Regions from separate parts of the Ovis aries genome. Here region 2 is linked to region 1. A link is a contact called in public Hi-C data. All regions are on one chromosome and are shown on one strand. Each heading gives the region's core, a stretch centred on a gene start, on an enhancer-like site or on the middle of the called end of the contact. The rest is flanking DNA. Distances are from core to core; before and after follow the strand shown.

Evidence for each region. Hi-C and Micro-C count contacts between places; a contact is called where the count stands out from the background.
Region 2: a contact with region 1 is called in a Hi-C map of tail adipose tissue, with 6 times the contacts expected there. The contact joins the promoter of BLCAP here to the promoter of MROH8 in region 1. A contact is called at or near these places in 8 of 16 Hi-C or Micro-C datasets (blood, hypothalamus, mesenteric adipose tissue and 4 more).

Annotation. Positions count from the first base shown.
Region 1 is chr13:66,128,140-66,131,704 of ARS-UI_Ramb_v3.0, forward strand. MROH8 (maestro heat like repeat family member 8) reads right to left here and starts at 1,881. Exons shown (of 23, transcript XM_027977174.2): 1 at 1,514-1,881. The coding sequence starts at 1,800. RPN2 (ribophorin II) reads left to right here and starts at 1,356. Exons shown (of 17, transcript XM_042230365.1): 1 at 1,356-1,384. The coding sequence starts at 1,366.
Region 2 is chr13:66,454,420-66,457,984 of ARS-UI_Ramb_v3.0, forward strand. It overlaps BLCAP (BLCAP apoptosis inducing factor), which reads right to left and starts at 1,886. Exons shown (of 6, transcript XR_009596111.1): 1 at 1,759-1,886.

The DNA.
Region 1 (3,565 bases), core at 631-3,130:
CATCCTCTGCTGTCCCCTTCTCCTCCTGTCTTCAATCCTTCCCAGCATCAGGGTCTTTTCCAATGAATCAATTCTTGGCAGCAGGTGGCGAAAGTACTGGAGTTTCAGTTTCAGCTTCAGTCCTTTCAGTGAATATTCAGGAATGATTTCCTTTAGGATTGACTGGTTTGATCTTCTTGCAGTCAGTCCAAGGGACTTTCAAGAGTCTTCTCCAACACCATAGTTCAAAAACATCAATTCTTCAGCGCTCAGCTTTCTTTATAGTCCAACTCTCACATCCATACACGACTACTGGAAAAACCATAGCTTTGACTAGACAATTTGACTATTTCAAATTTGGCAATTTAAAAAAAGGCACCAGAGATCCAATTGCCAACATCCCAGTAGGACTTTGAGGTTTATCAAAATTCCCGAGAAATTTAACAGTTGACTCTCACAAGCCGGTATGAGGCTTCAGCACACCACTGGTTGTCTTAGTATTGAGTTGGAGGAGTTCTTTATATATTCTAGATCAGTGCTGTCCAATAGAATATTCTGTGACCACGGCAATGTTCTATATGCTCTATAATTGTGTGCAGTTCAGTATCATCTCCACCAGCCACGTGGGGCCACTGAATGTTTGAAATATGGTTAATACAAATGATAAACTGAATTTTTAATTTTACTTAAATTCAAATTAAAATATCCACATATTTAATGGCTAGTATACCATACAATAGGACACTACCAAACAGAGAAAGAACTGACTCTTCCTTGTTTGGGACAGTAATAGACGGTAATATCCAGGACACTAATGATTGTAAAAGTTATATCGCATTGTGAATACTTTGTGTTCGTAACAGTTAAAAGCAGATTATAGTCAGACTGTCCTGGTTCACATTTTTAAATATCCTTCTCTATAAAATGGAAATATTAATAGTACATATCTCACAGACTGGGGATGAGCAGTGAATGAAACAAAGTACATGGAGCGTTTAGTACCCTGTCTGGCTATCCCGTAAACGCTCCATAATCTTGAATTACCTAATTAATAAATTCTTAGATGAGTCACTTCCATTGGGATTTATATTCTCCTCACACAAAGGTATGCAGATCAGTTAAAAAGTCAGTTATAAGTCAGTTACTAACAACCGAAACAATCTTCAGGGAAAGCTGTCATAATTTTCTTATTAAAAAAAAAAAAGAACAAACCCGCAAACCGCTCAAATGTTGCCGGCCCTTTTCCACCGGACCCTTTCCATTCCTTTAAAATCGGCCGGGTAGCAGAGAGACGACTGAGTGACAGTGCGATCGGCCAATCACAGGAGGCCCCGTCTCGGGCCCACCCCCGAGGTCTCGTCCAACCGCCTGCCGGTGGCTTCCGGAATGGGACGGTTGCGAGGAGGTCGGTTCCAAGTGGGCCGGGGCGCGGGGGGGGGACGCGGACGTGTACGCGAGGGCCGTGGCGCACTGCGCGCTCAGCACCGTGCAGCTGGTGAGAGCGGCCCGGCCCAGCGGAACGGCGGGGACTGACCTGTGCCTGGAGCCCATCCCAGCACACGGGGTCTGCCGCGAGTCCCTGGCGTCCCCTCCGGAGTCCTTTTGGAGCCACCCTCCCGAGCGGAAGTCCGCCTGCGGCTCGGGCCCTGGCGGGACCTGCTCGGAGGAATGGCGCTGCGGGGTGAGGCGTTGTGCAGGGCTCGACAACGGGGTCCCGCGGCCCACACGCCTTGGCGAGTGGGCCGTCGCCCGCGGGAGGCTAGTGCTCGCCATTCGGGGGCCGGCCAGGAGGGGTCCTCTTCCCCTGCGGGGCAGGGGCATGAGCTCGGGCTCTTTGGGGGTCCGGCGTCTGACGGGGGGCTGGCCAGCGGTTGGGACTGCGGGCGAGTGGAGGAGAGGGTGGCGGTGGGTGCGGCGCGGGCTACGGGTCCCCCCGAGACCCAGGCGGGGACTGCAGCCGTGGAGAATCCGCGGTCTGGCTTCACCCATTCATTTGACTCGCGCGCGCTTCCGGGCCAGGTGGCCTAAGAGTGAGCTTTTGGCTAAATCGTCCTTGTTTGAACCATAGTTTCCTGTTCAGTGAAAGGGGTGAGAAAGTCACACCTTTTTGGGAGCTTACGAGCGTGAGTTCTGAATTTAAGATGTCTCCGGGTACAAACTTGCAGTGTGCCACGTTTTCGTAAAGTGACCCCGTGCAAGTTACTTAACTCCTCTGCACCTCAGTTTCTCATCTGTTAAATAGGTTAGTCTCGTAAATTAGAGTTAAATGAGACCATCTCCCTGCATAGTGTAGAACAGTGCGCCGCAATCAGTAAGCACTCAGTAAACTGAACTATATTGCCAGGTATTGAGAGGACACTGCAGGATGCAACCTCGTGTAGTCTCACAGCAACATGGGAAATGGGTACTATTTTATTATTTCCACTTGACAGACGGAATCTCAGAGAAGACAGGTAACTTGCCCAAGGTAACAATGAATAAATCTGTGGGCTCGCTGCTCCATTATTTGACAGGTTGAAGATAATAGAGTTCCTGCAGTTTGATTCTCAACTGGTTAACCTGTCTTAGGGCAGGTAACTATTTCTGAGACTCAGTTTCTTGGTCTGTAAAGTGCGCAGACTTGGGTATTGTGAAGATTTAATGACTAAATGCACACAGAGTTCTTTAGTATTGTGGGGCATACCAGGCACGTGTTAAGTGCTCAGATTACAGTCCCCAAAGATGTATGGTTAATATCCTTGATACGAGGTGGGAAGATCAGGATACTGGCCCAAGTGCTATGTTAGAGAAACTTGCAGTCTAGCTGGGAAAATGCTAGTCACAGTTACTAGATCTTAATGCACTGAGTACATGCACGTATTCAAGGCACTGGGTCAGCATTAGTATCTGGATCCCTCTTTTACATCTTTACACGTATCAGCAATTCTGATTGAGTTCTAGCCAGACTCCAACCAGCTGGTCCCCTGGTTTAGACCACCACCACCATCTTTTTTCTTGAGATGTGGCTGTGGTCTCCTGACTGGTGTCTCTTTTTCTATCCTTGCCCCTCTATAATCTCAGCACAGTATTGTTTGTTCTCAACACAAAGTTCCTGTTAAAATGAAAGTCAGATCACTCCTCTGCTCAAAATTTTCTCACTTAATAAAAGCCAGGGTGCCCATAGGGTCGTCTGGGCTTGACCTTTGCTGTGTCTGTCACCTTGTCCTACTTCTCACCCCTTAATCCTCTCCAGCCATGTTGCCCTGGCTAGTGCAGAAAGTCCTGTCCGCACTCCAGATTCAGGGTCTTTGTACTTGCTTTTCTTCTTGGGATAGTTTCCTCCCGATATCTTCATGACTTGCTCCTTCTTTTCCCTCAGATTTATACATAATATCTATTTCTTAGTTAGGCCTTCAGAGGCTGCCATGTTTAAAGTTTCAGCTCTTCCCAGATATCCCTTATGTTCTTTATTTTTCTCCACAGCACTTTTCACCTTCTAAGATGATGAATAATGTTTCTTAGTTATTTTGTGTCATGTCTTTTCCCACTGGAGTGTAAGTTCCATGAGGTTAGGGGTTTTTGTTCCATTTCGTGTTGTATTAACACC
Region 2 (3,565 bases), core at 636-3,135, 330 kb after region 1:
CCCAATATCCAACACTGGAGGAAAAGAGGAGTCTCACAGTGGAAACTTGTTTAGAAAAGAGAAAGGCTAAGCACTGGCAAGGGTGTGGAGCAACCAAAATTCTTGCCCACTGCCTGTGAGAGAGGAAATCGGTACAATCACTTCAGAATACTGGCAGTTTCTGCTCAATGTAAGCAGACACCTATGCTATGACCTAGAATTTCCACTCCTTGCTTTTCATTCCAAGACAAATGAGTGCTTATTACAAAGAGACTTGTGCAAGGATTTAGAAAAATATTTATTTGGTTGTGCCAGCTCTTAGTTGCGGCACGCAGAAATCTGTTTTGCATCACTCGGGACCCTTCCTTGCAGTGCAGGAACTCTAGCGGTACTTGGGCTTCAGTAGTTGCTCTGTGGCACATGGGACTCTTAATTCCACCACCAGGGATGGAGCCCAAATCCCCTGCATTGCAAGGCAGATTCTTAACCGCTGTACTGCCAGGAAAGTCCCTTGTGCAAGGGTTTTCATAGCAGATTTATTCATAGCTCAAAGAGGACATAACCCAGTGTTCATAAACAGAATGGATAAATAAATTATGGCGTGTCCATCCAATGGAATACTATGTTTATATATAAAAAAGCACAAATTGTTGGGAGTCCCCTGGTGCCCTAGTGATTAGGAATCTGGGCTTTTACTGCTGTGGCCTGGGTTCAGTCCCTGATGGGGGAACTGAAATCCTACAAACCGAGTGGCATGGCATAAGAAAAAAAATAATGAGTTGCTGACTCGTGACCATGTAGATTATAGTCATGGAGAGTATGTGGATCGAAAGACTCCAGATGCAAAACAACACATCATGTATGATTCCATTCCCAGGAAGTTCCAGGGCAGGCAAAACTGACCTACAGTTCTAAAAATCAGAATAGTAGTCACCTGGGTCAGAGGAGGGCATAGAGATGGGAGAGGAGCAGGAGGGAATTTTCTGGGGTGCTGGCAAAGGTCCATATCTCAGTCTGGATGGTGATGATGTGGGCAGAAATTCAGCAAGCTATATCTTAAGATTAGAGGATTTTACATACTTTATGTATGTTATATCCCAAGAAAAAGAAAAGATATTCAGAAGGAGGAGGAGGTCCTGCCGTCCATGGGGTGCAGCGTGTGCAGCTGAGCAAGAATCAGAACGTGCATTTTTGGAGGAACGTCACCCTCCAGCGACCCTCTGGGCATTGACAAGGTCCCAGGGGCAAACCTTCTCCCCCTCAGGGCCCAGAAAACAGGTGAAGGTGAGGCAGGGCCTCTAATTCGTAAGGAACTGACTTCCCTTTTTGCACAGGACAGCTGCACCCATCCCCCTCCTGCCCAGCTCCGTTCCAGGTAGCAGAAATGACACCAGAGCTGACCTGAGGGACCTGGAAGGTCTTTCTGCCCTCAAATTTTGCTCAACAGAGCCAATCTGCCCCCTCCCCCAGATACCAAGACTCACCTGTGACTCCCACCCTCTCCTGCTTCACGCCTCCCACATCTTGTCCATTCCTTCACAGTCTCCCCTCAGGCCTTTCCTGGCCTCACTAGCAAAGCCTTGGTCCAGACCACAGTCCTCTCTTTCCTTGACACTGTATTGGCCTCCTAGCAGGTCTCCCTCCCCACCCGCCCCCCGACTTCCCATCTCACCCAGAATCTGCATTCCCCACACAGCAGCTAGGATGACCCTTCTAAGATGGCCTTGTCACTGGTCCTCTTGAGGGGGTGGCCCCCTCTACCCGCCACCACGTCTTCACCTGTCAGTAGCCTCTCCAGTGTCGAAGCCCCAGGTCAATCCACGAAGCCTTCGCATTCAGTCAGCAAACATTTATTGAGCACCTAAAATGTGGCCCAGTCCTGTGCTAGGCATGGAGGATAGAGAAATGAGACAAACGCCCTATGTACACGGTCCGGGGAGGTGGGCAGTTATGCAACGCCCATCTGTGCGCACTTCCTGCATCTGTTAACTCTCACTTGGCTACAGCTGCTTGAGGGCAGGGCTCGTTTTGAGGTCACTTCTTGGTCTCAGAGCACAGGATAGGGCCCGGCAGGAAGGAGGAGGCAGTAACTGGTGAATGAATGGATGGATGGATGAAAAGCCAGGAAAATCTCTGCCCTTTCTCATTTGCCTCCAAGCCTCTGATTTAGCTGGTAACCAGGTCCATGGAAGTTGGTTGGAACTGGATGGCAAATCTGGAGCTAAATGATAACGAATCAGCAAAAGGTTGTTATTTATAGCACAAGCTTTGGGGAACCGATAAGACCTACTTTCCTAGATCATCATTCCACATGACAATAGTGTTTTTTGCAGATCAACATTATTTCCTTATCAAGACAGGAAAGTCAGGAAATTTAACTGGAAGAGAACAATAGTTATTTGCTAAATCACCGAAGAAGCTATGTGATATCAAAAGATTTAAAATGTAGTAAGATGCAAATATATATGAAAACAGAAACAGATTCACAGATGTTGAGAACAAACTCGTGGTTATCAATAAGGAGAGGGAAGAAAGGAGGGGCAAGATAACGATAAGAGATTATAAGACACAAACTACTATGTATAAAAATAAGCAACAAGAGTATATTGTACAGCATGGAGAAATACAGCCATTATTTTGCAATAACCTTAAATGGAATATAATCTATAAAAAGGTTGACTCACTATGCTGCACACCTGAAACTAATATTGTAAATCAACTATACTCTAATTTAAAAAATGTAATAAGAAACACTGTTACCAAGCAGTGAGCTCTGCAGTAGCACAGATTGCAGCCAGAATGCCAGGGTTTTAGTCCCACTCTGCGTTCACTGGCTGTGTGACTGAACAAGTGGCTTAACCTCTCTGTGCCTCGCATTGCCATGGGCGGAGTTGGCGTGATCAAGCCTCATCGCATTTCCCAGGGGTATAATGAGGAAAACTTGAGACTCTGTCCCATGTGTTTGTTCCTGAGAATTCAAGAAGTTCATGCTTAGTTTTGCTCTTTTTCTGTTAAGTGAAGTATATGAAGTGAAAGTCGCTCAGTCATGTCTGACTCTTTGCGACCCCGTGGACTATACAGTCCATGGAATTCTCCAGGCCAGAATACTGGAGTGGGTAGCCTTTCCCTTCTCCAGGGGATCTTCCCAACCCAGGGAAGTCTCGTGCATTGCAAGTAGATTCTTCACCAGCTGAGCCACAGGGAAGCCCCTTTTTCTGTTGACAGTGTCACAAAGTTAGCACTCAAAGCTACCTATTAGTACAAATGGAGTCCCTTGTTCAGCAAGGAGATCAAACCAGTCAATCCTAAAGGAAAACAACCCTGAATACTCGTTGGAAGGACTGTTGCTGAAGTTCCAATACTTTGGCCACCTGATGCAAAGAACCAGCTCACTGGAAAAGACCCTGATGTTGGGAAAGACTGAAGGCAAAAGGAGAAAGGGGAGGCAGAAGATGGGATAGATAGCATCACTGGCTCAATGGACATGAATTTGAGCAAACTCTGGGAGATAGTGAAGGACAGGGGAGCCTGGTGTTCTGCAGTCCAGGGGGTCACAAACAGTTGGACACGACTTAGTGACTGAACA